2 separate regions of the Anas platyrhynchos genome follow, and region 2 is linked to region 1. Evidence: chromatin contacts called from public Hi-C data. All regions are on one chromosome and are shown on one strand. The core of a region is the stretch at or near the end of the contact, and the rest is flanking DNA. Distances in the headings are between cores, read along the strand shown. Region 1 overlaps CCDC12 (coiled-coil domain containing 12). Region 2 holds the start of LOC113841941 (D-serine dehydratase).

Region 1 (3,119 bases), core at 527-3,026:
TGCCTTGCCCCCCTCCCAGCAGTGCCCTCGTTATTTCAGTTTTACGTCCCTCCCGTAACCAAACCGGAGCGTTTTGGGGGCTGAATTTTGGGTGTTTTTTCCCTCCCTGCATCCTGCCTGCAGGCAGGGGTTTGGCGTGGTGCTCGGGACCCCCGAGCCTGCCCCGAACATCTTTTTTTTCCCAGTTTCAGCCTCGTGGCACCCTCCTGGTGCATTTGGAGTCCTCCTCCTGCAGCACCCGGAGATGCATCTGCCCGCCCCGAGCCCCGTCTGCGCTCCCCGAGGAGCACGTCCTGAGACAAAAAACCTCCAAAAAAAAAACCAAAAACCTCCAAAAAAAAACCAAAAGCCTCCTCGGTGAGCTTGGGGGCTCGAGGTGGAAGAGAGGCGCCTGTTTTTTGGCATTCCTCGAGTGCCTCTGGGAGGAGGATGCGCTGCGACACGCTCGGCTCTGCGCCCGGATCCCTCTGCAGGGGCTGGGGGAGCTGCCGGGCTCTGCCCCTGCTTGTTGCTCCCTCCTCTCCTGCCCCGGGTGAGGAATCCAGGAACGGTGGGAAAAGCTTCACCCCCTTGATCAAACAGCAAAAAAATTAGGGTTGTGAAACGGAACCTGCACCATAAGTCTCGCAGTGCCCCCAGAGGGTGGTGGTGCTGCAGCAGCCCCTCGGCACCTCCCTCGTGTCTCCCACTTCTCTTGCGTGCCCAAATGTGGCCTCCTAGGAGCGAGTGAGATTTGGGGAGGCAAAGAAAAACCCAAATTCTTGCCGTGGTTTCTCTCTGAAGGGCGAGATGGAAATTGTCACTTGGTTTTGAGCCGCTTGGAGCGGCCGTGCCAGAAAGTGGCCGGCTCTGAGAGCAGCTCGAGGAGGTGGAAGGGCAGCAAATTCTCAAACCAGACACCGTTTCTCCACGCCTTCAGGAGAAGATTGCCCGAAACAGCTTGAGGCAAGGGTGTGAGAACACCCAGGACTTCCCTAAAAGAACGCAAAGACCTGGGCTTTATTCAACCCACCCCTGCGGGAGACCCCCGGCTGTCTCGTTAACTGGATATTTTGAACCCTTTTAATCCTTCCTGCTGTTTTGGGGGCTTGCCCTTCATCCGTCTGTCTTTATATATGGATAAAAAATTGGGGAGAGCAAGGCAGCAGCTTCTGGTGAGCCGAGCACCGCGGGGTTCGCCTGCCGAAATCCCCCGCGGGTGCTCTGGGCGCTGCTGATTCCCGGAGGCAGGTGCAGGGAGCTCCTCCAGCATCCAGCAGCTAATTAAAGGGATCCCTTTCTGATTTCTGCTTTGTTTTCCCCTCCCTCCTGCAGCTGTGCGTGGCTTTAACAAGGAGCTGAAAGCACCGGGGGGAACGGAGCTCGTGCCCTGCCCATGGCACGAGGGGAGCTGGGCGCAGCCCCGCGGCCGCTTCCCCTTCTGCTGGTGCTGCTCCCGTCCGTGCCAGCACCTGCTGGGTTGTGCAGTGCTTTTTTTTTTTCATTTTAATCTCGTGGAGAAATCTCCAGCGAGCACGGGCAGCGCCGGCTAGCAAGGCTTTTGTTTGCCAGCCCAGGTGGGGCTTTCTGTGGGCTAAGCACGGAGCGAGCGGCTTGCCCCGGCAGCCCCTCTTCCCTGCTCGTTCCCCACACGGTGCCGGCCTCCCGATGAGTTTGGGAAGGGGCTGAAGCTTGTGGGAACGTTGCTAAATCCATTTCGGGTGGCGTGGCCGGGGCTGAGCAGCCGGCGTTGCCGGCACAAGCTGGTGATGTTGAAATAGGGCTTGTCAGGGTGCAATGCTAACGTCTCGCTGGCCTGAAGGAAACAGCTTGCTCGGCTCCCAGCTCTCCTTTCAGCCCCTCTGACCTTAGGGCAGCCTGTGTTTGGTTTCTGTTCGGCTGCGGGAGAATCCTAAACGTGAGTTAAACCCAGCAGAAAGCGGGGGAGAGGCCGAAAGTCGGCGTCCTGCAGGCTCTGGTGCTGCCTCTTGCTCCGATAAATCCTCTCCAGCGAGCAGGAGCAGGCTGGTGGCCAGATGTCCAGCATCACAGCCTGACACCCCGTTGCCTCCCGGGTGAATTAGCTGCCTCCCTCCCCTCCGCCTCCCAGGTGAGCAACAAAATTTGGCTGTCCCTAAGCTCCCGGTGTGCCTGTGAGAGCTGTGCCTGGCCGTGGCATCGCCTTCTGCCAAAAATAATCTCTTGATCATCCGAGATCAGGCTTCCCGAAAAGCCCTGCCTTGCTGGCTGGGGAGTGACGCTGCTGGGTCCGGGTTAATGCAATAAATTCCTCCTCCCGGGGCACGTGTGTGTAAAAAAAAAAACACAAAACCAAACCAACCCTGTAAAACCTCACAGCAGCTTGTCCTCGGGGGTGGCTGCTTCCTGCACCGGGCGCAGTCCAGGCGCGCCTGGCCGGGGGGAGGTATTGAAGCAATGGGCTAACCACGAGCTAATCACACCCCCGAGTTTCTTTGAAGCATCCTTTCTTCAACAAGCTGGCTGAAACCAAAAGAAATGGCTCGTTTCTAGCCCAATTTGAGGCAGGAGAAGGGGGCAACGGGATGAATTTGCCAGGGATGGGGAGGGCAGGGTGCTGCGCCCCGGGGCTGTGCGCTTGTGCTCCGGGGTGGGTTTCTCCCTTGTGCTTCCCACCGCTCCCATCCTTCCCCTTCTCATCCTGGGCTGTAGCTCGAGTCCTTTTCTCATCTCTTGCTTTGCTGCGAGCCCCAGGGGTGAGCTGTATCTCACCACGGAGCCTGGCAAAGCTGGAGCAAAACCCCTGCACAGCCCCGTCGGCACTGCCCGAGGCAGGATCAGAGCCGGCAGCGAGTGCCTGGGTTTGTGCTTGAACCCCTTAAACCCACCCAAAGCCTTTTATGTGTATTTAATCACCAGCGTGCCCACCCCTCACTGCCCTCTGCTCTTCTCCTTCCTCCCCAGGGAGATCAAACTGCGAAACTACGACCCCGAAGATGAGGAGCTGAAGAAGAGGAAGGTGCCCCCGGCCAAGCCGGCCTCAGGTGAGCAAACCCCGGGAGCTGGGGGCAAGGGGGGACCCAAGCAGAAGCAGAAGCGGCGGTGGTGCTGCTGCCAGACCAGGCAGAGCCCTTGCAGGGGTTTTATTAACTGCTGGGACG
Region 2 (3,216 bases), core at 710-3,209, 43 kb before region 1:
TCGGGCATTGTTGGGGTGGGTGGATGCAAATGGGGTTTGGGGGCTAATGGCTGAGCTGCTGAGGATGGAGGCTTTGGGATTGGGGACACCCGGAATCCCTCCCCCAGGGAGCAGCCTTGGGGTGGGTGAAAAGGGTTTTTTTGGGGGGCCTAACGGATGCGTAATGGCTCAGCTGCTGGGTTTGTGGGTTTAGGGACTGATGGGACACGTCAGCCCTGAAGTGAGGGGTGAAAAATGACTTTTGGGAAGCTTGAATGCTCCATTGGGGTCGAGGCATTGGTGGTGTGGGCTGTGGGGTTGGGGCCCCACGGGACATCCAGGTGGCTGGAAACGGGGTTGGGGGCTCACAGACCCACACTGCCTGGGGGCTTTGGGACATCCCCACAAGCGGGATGCTGAGGAATGATGGAATGAAGAATTTTGGGGGCCACGACTCAACCACCCTATCCGTGCTGCTCCACGGGGACCGGCGGCAAAAAACCCAACCCCAAATCCCCCTCCCCGTGCCCGTCCCCACCTCTGCCGTTGCCGCAATCGAGCTTGAGCCAAACGAGCCAGCGCTTGCCGCCGGCCAGCGGGCGCTGCCGCAGGCACTGCAGCGCCTCGGGGCTGTCCAAGAGCACCTGGAAGGCTTCGAGGCGCTGGGCCAGCTGGGCGCACTCCTCCAGGCGCCCCGTTGGCAGCGGGTACGCCAGTAGGATGTCATCGAAGCCCCCGTCGGCGAAAAAACGCGCCTCGGCCAGCGTGGAGACGGCGATGCCGCGCCGCGTGCCGCCCGTGGCCAGCGCGCCGCCCTCCCTGCCGGGAGGGGAAAAATAAAAAAAAATAAAAAAATAATAAAAAAAGGGGGTTTGGGGTGGAAATAAGAAGGTTTTGGGGAAAAAAATAAAAAAAAAGGGGGTGGTGGCACTCACAGCGTTTTGTGGGTCTTGACGTGGGGGCGCAGGCGGAGGCCGAGGGCTCGGCAGCGCTCCTGCATGCGCTCGGCGTTGCGGCGCGCCACGGCACGGTCGACGGCGAGCGCCGGGGTGGGCAGCGCGTCCAGGCGGGCCCCCAGCCACATGGTGGGAGGTTTTTTTTGGGGAGGGGGGATGGTCCCGGCACCCCCCCCCGTGACCCTATGGGGATGGGGGTGGGATTTGGGGGTGCTGGGAGGCGGGGGAGTGTTGGGAGGTGAGGAGGGTGCGTGGGATGGGGATGGTGGGGACACTGGGGACACTGGGATGGGGACATCTGGGAAACTGGGGACGGGGAGACTTGGGGCTGGGGAAGCTGGGGACAGGGACATATGGGGCACTGGGACAATTGGGACTGGGATTGGGACAGCTGGGACACTGGGACTGGGATTGGGACAGCTGGGGCATCTGGGATAGGGACACCTGGGATTGGGACACCTGGAACATTGGGACACTGGGAAGACTGGGAACGGGGACACCTGGCACTGGGATATCTGGGACTGGGACACCTGGAACACTGGGACAGGGACACTTGGGACTGGGACACTTGGGTTTGGGATAGCTGGAGCAACGGGAACAGGGAGAGCTGGGAAAGGGCCACCTGCTACTGGGACACTGGGGGAACGGACTGGGACACTCGGAATTGGGATCTACGGCACGGGGACAGCGGGGCCCAGCCTTTGGGGTCGGGGACACGGGGGACACCGCGGGCTCTCCCTGTCCCTCCAGCAGCCGCGTCGGAGGCCGGGACCCCCTCGGGGAGCGACGCACGGGAGCTCTGGCGTGCCTCAGTTTCCCCCACCGCCTCCAGCCCTGCCTCCCTCCCTCCCTCCCCGTCCGTCCTTCTGTCCGTCCGTCCGTACCTCCGCCGCCGCGGCTGCTCCCGGCTCGGCTCCCGGAGGCCTCTGGCTGGTTCGGCTCCACGTGACGCCGTGGGCACCCGCGGCCAGCCCCGCTCGGGGACAGAGGTCGCTGCCAGCCGTGGGGCCCCCGCGGTGCCGGGGCAGGGGAGGACACGGGCGCCGCGGGGGCCGGGCACGGGGACGGGGACAAGGTGGTGGTGGTGGTGGCGTCCGTGGGGGCAGCAGCCAGCCCCCCGTGGGGGTCCCGAGGCCGTGGGGATGAGGTTTTTTTTTTTTTGGAGGGGTTGTGGGGATGGGGAGAGGGGTGGGATGGTTGCGCTCGTGGCACCGCGGTGCTCGTGGGGACCCGGCTGAGACCCCACACGCTCGTGCCACGTGTGCCTGCCGGGATGAGAGGTGGCTGCCGCGTGTCCCCGTGTGCCAGTTGGGGACACGCGGGGGCCGCTGGCCCCCTGCCCGGAGCACAGCCCGTGCCAGGCTGGCCCCACTATGTAGGGCAGGAAGAAAGGGCCCCGTGGCTCGCCGCATCCCAAAAACACAGCCTGGGGGGGGGGTGAACGTCCCCAACAGAGACAGCTCGGGGCAGACAAGGGCCTTGTGCACGTTTATTTTTTATAGATAGATATATTATTATTCTTTCTTTTCTTTTTTTTCTTTTTTTTTTCCTTTTTTTTTTTTGTAAAAGAGCTAGAAATCGATAGAAAAAAAACAGTCGGGGAAGGGGGCAGCCGGCTCCTGGCCAGCAGGCTTGGTGGGGGGGGGACACACACAGCACCCCCCCATTCCCAGCGAGGGGTCCCCCCCGGGCACCTCCTCGCCCCCCTCATCCCACTGCTGTCCCCCCAGCCCAGAGGGGGGGCTGAATAAGGCCACGGCGAGGGGCCGAGCACGCAGCCCCGGCTGTGGGGAGCTCGGGGCTCACCCCTCCTCTCCTCGCCCCCCGGCTCGCCAGGGGCTCGGGGCGCTGATGTGGGGGGGTCGCGGGGTCCCCCCCTTTATCGCCGTGCCCCCCAGGAGGGGCCGGGAGCTGCAGGAAGCCCGGCAGGGCCAGGTGTGGGGTGGCAGCCTAGGACCTGCCCTCGTTGGGGTTGTACTCCGTCTCGCCAGCCGAAACCTGCGAGATGCGGCGCGTGGAGCGCCACAGCCGCCGGTGGAACTGGCCCGGACGCACCTAGGGGAGAGGGGGGTTAAGAACCCACCCCATGACCCATCCCTTTCCATGTCCCCGTCCCCATCCCCTTCCATTTTCCCACCCCTATCCTCATGCACAGCTGCATGCTCACCCTTTCTCAATTCCCATCCCCAGTCCTGTCTCCATCCCGTTCCAATTCCCATCCTTATCCTTTCTGCATCCTCTTCCCCATCCCCATCTCCAATCCCTTCTTTATCCCTACCCA

What was found. Hi-C and Micro-C count contacts between places; a contact is called where the count stands out from the background.
Region 2: a contact with region 1 is called in a Hi-C map of skeletal muscle, with 2.6 times the contacts expected there. The contact joins the promoter of LOC113841941 here to the enhancer-like site in region 1. A contact is called at or near these places in 2 of 8 Hi-C or Micro-C datasets (liver and skeletal muscle).

Annotation. Positions count from the first base shown.
Region 1 is chr2:158,408,623-158,411,741 of IASCAAS_PekinDuck_T2T, reverse strand. CCDC12 (coiled-coil domain containing 12) reads left to right here. Exons shown (of 7, transcript XM_038172086.2): 3 at 2,923-3,002. Among named protein-coding and RNA genes, the nearest start is that of CCDC12, 15 kb to the left of the region's middle. Within about 2 kb of position 1,776, at least 1 of the 8 cell types and tissues checked has an H3K27ac peak or open chromatin away from gene starts, as enhancers often do.
Region 2 is chr2:158,451,684-158,454,899 of IASCAAS_PekinDuck_T2T, reverse strand. LOC113841941 (D-serine dehydratase) reads right to left here and starts at 1,959. Exons shown (of 8, transcript XM_038174842.2): 1 at 1,820-1,959; 2 at 915-1,118; 3 at 518-798. The coding sequence starts at 1,063. It overlaps NBEAL2 (neurobeachin like 2), which reads right to left. Exons shown (of 57, transcript XM_072033950.1): 57 at 2,411-2,990. The coding sequence ends at 2,886.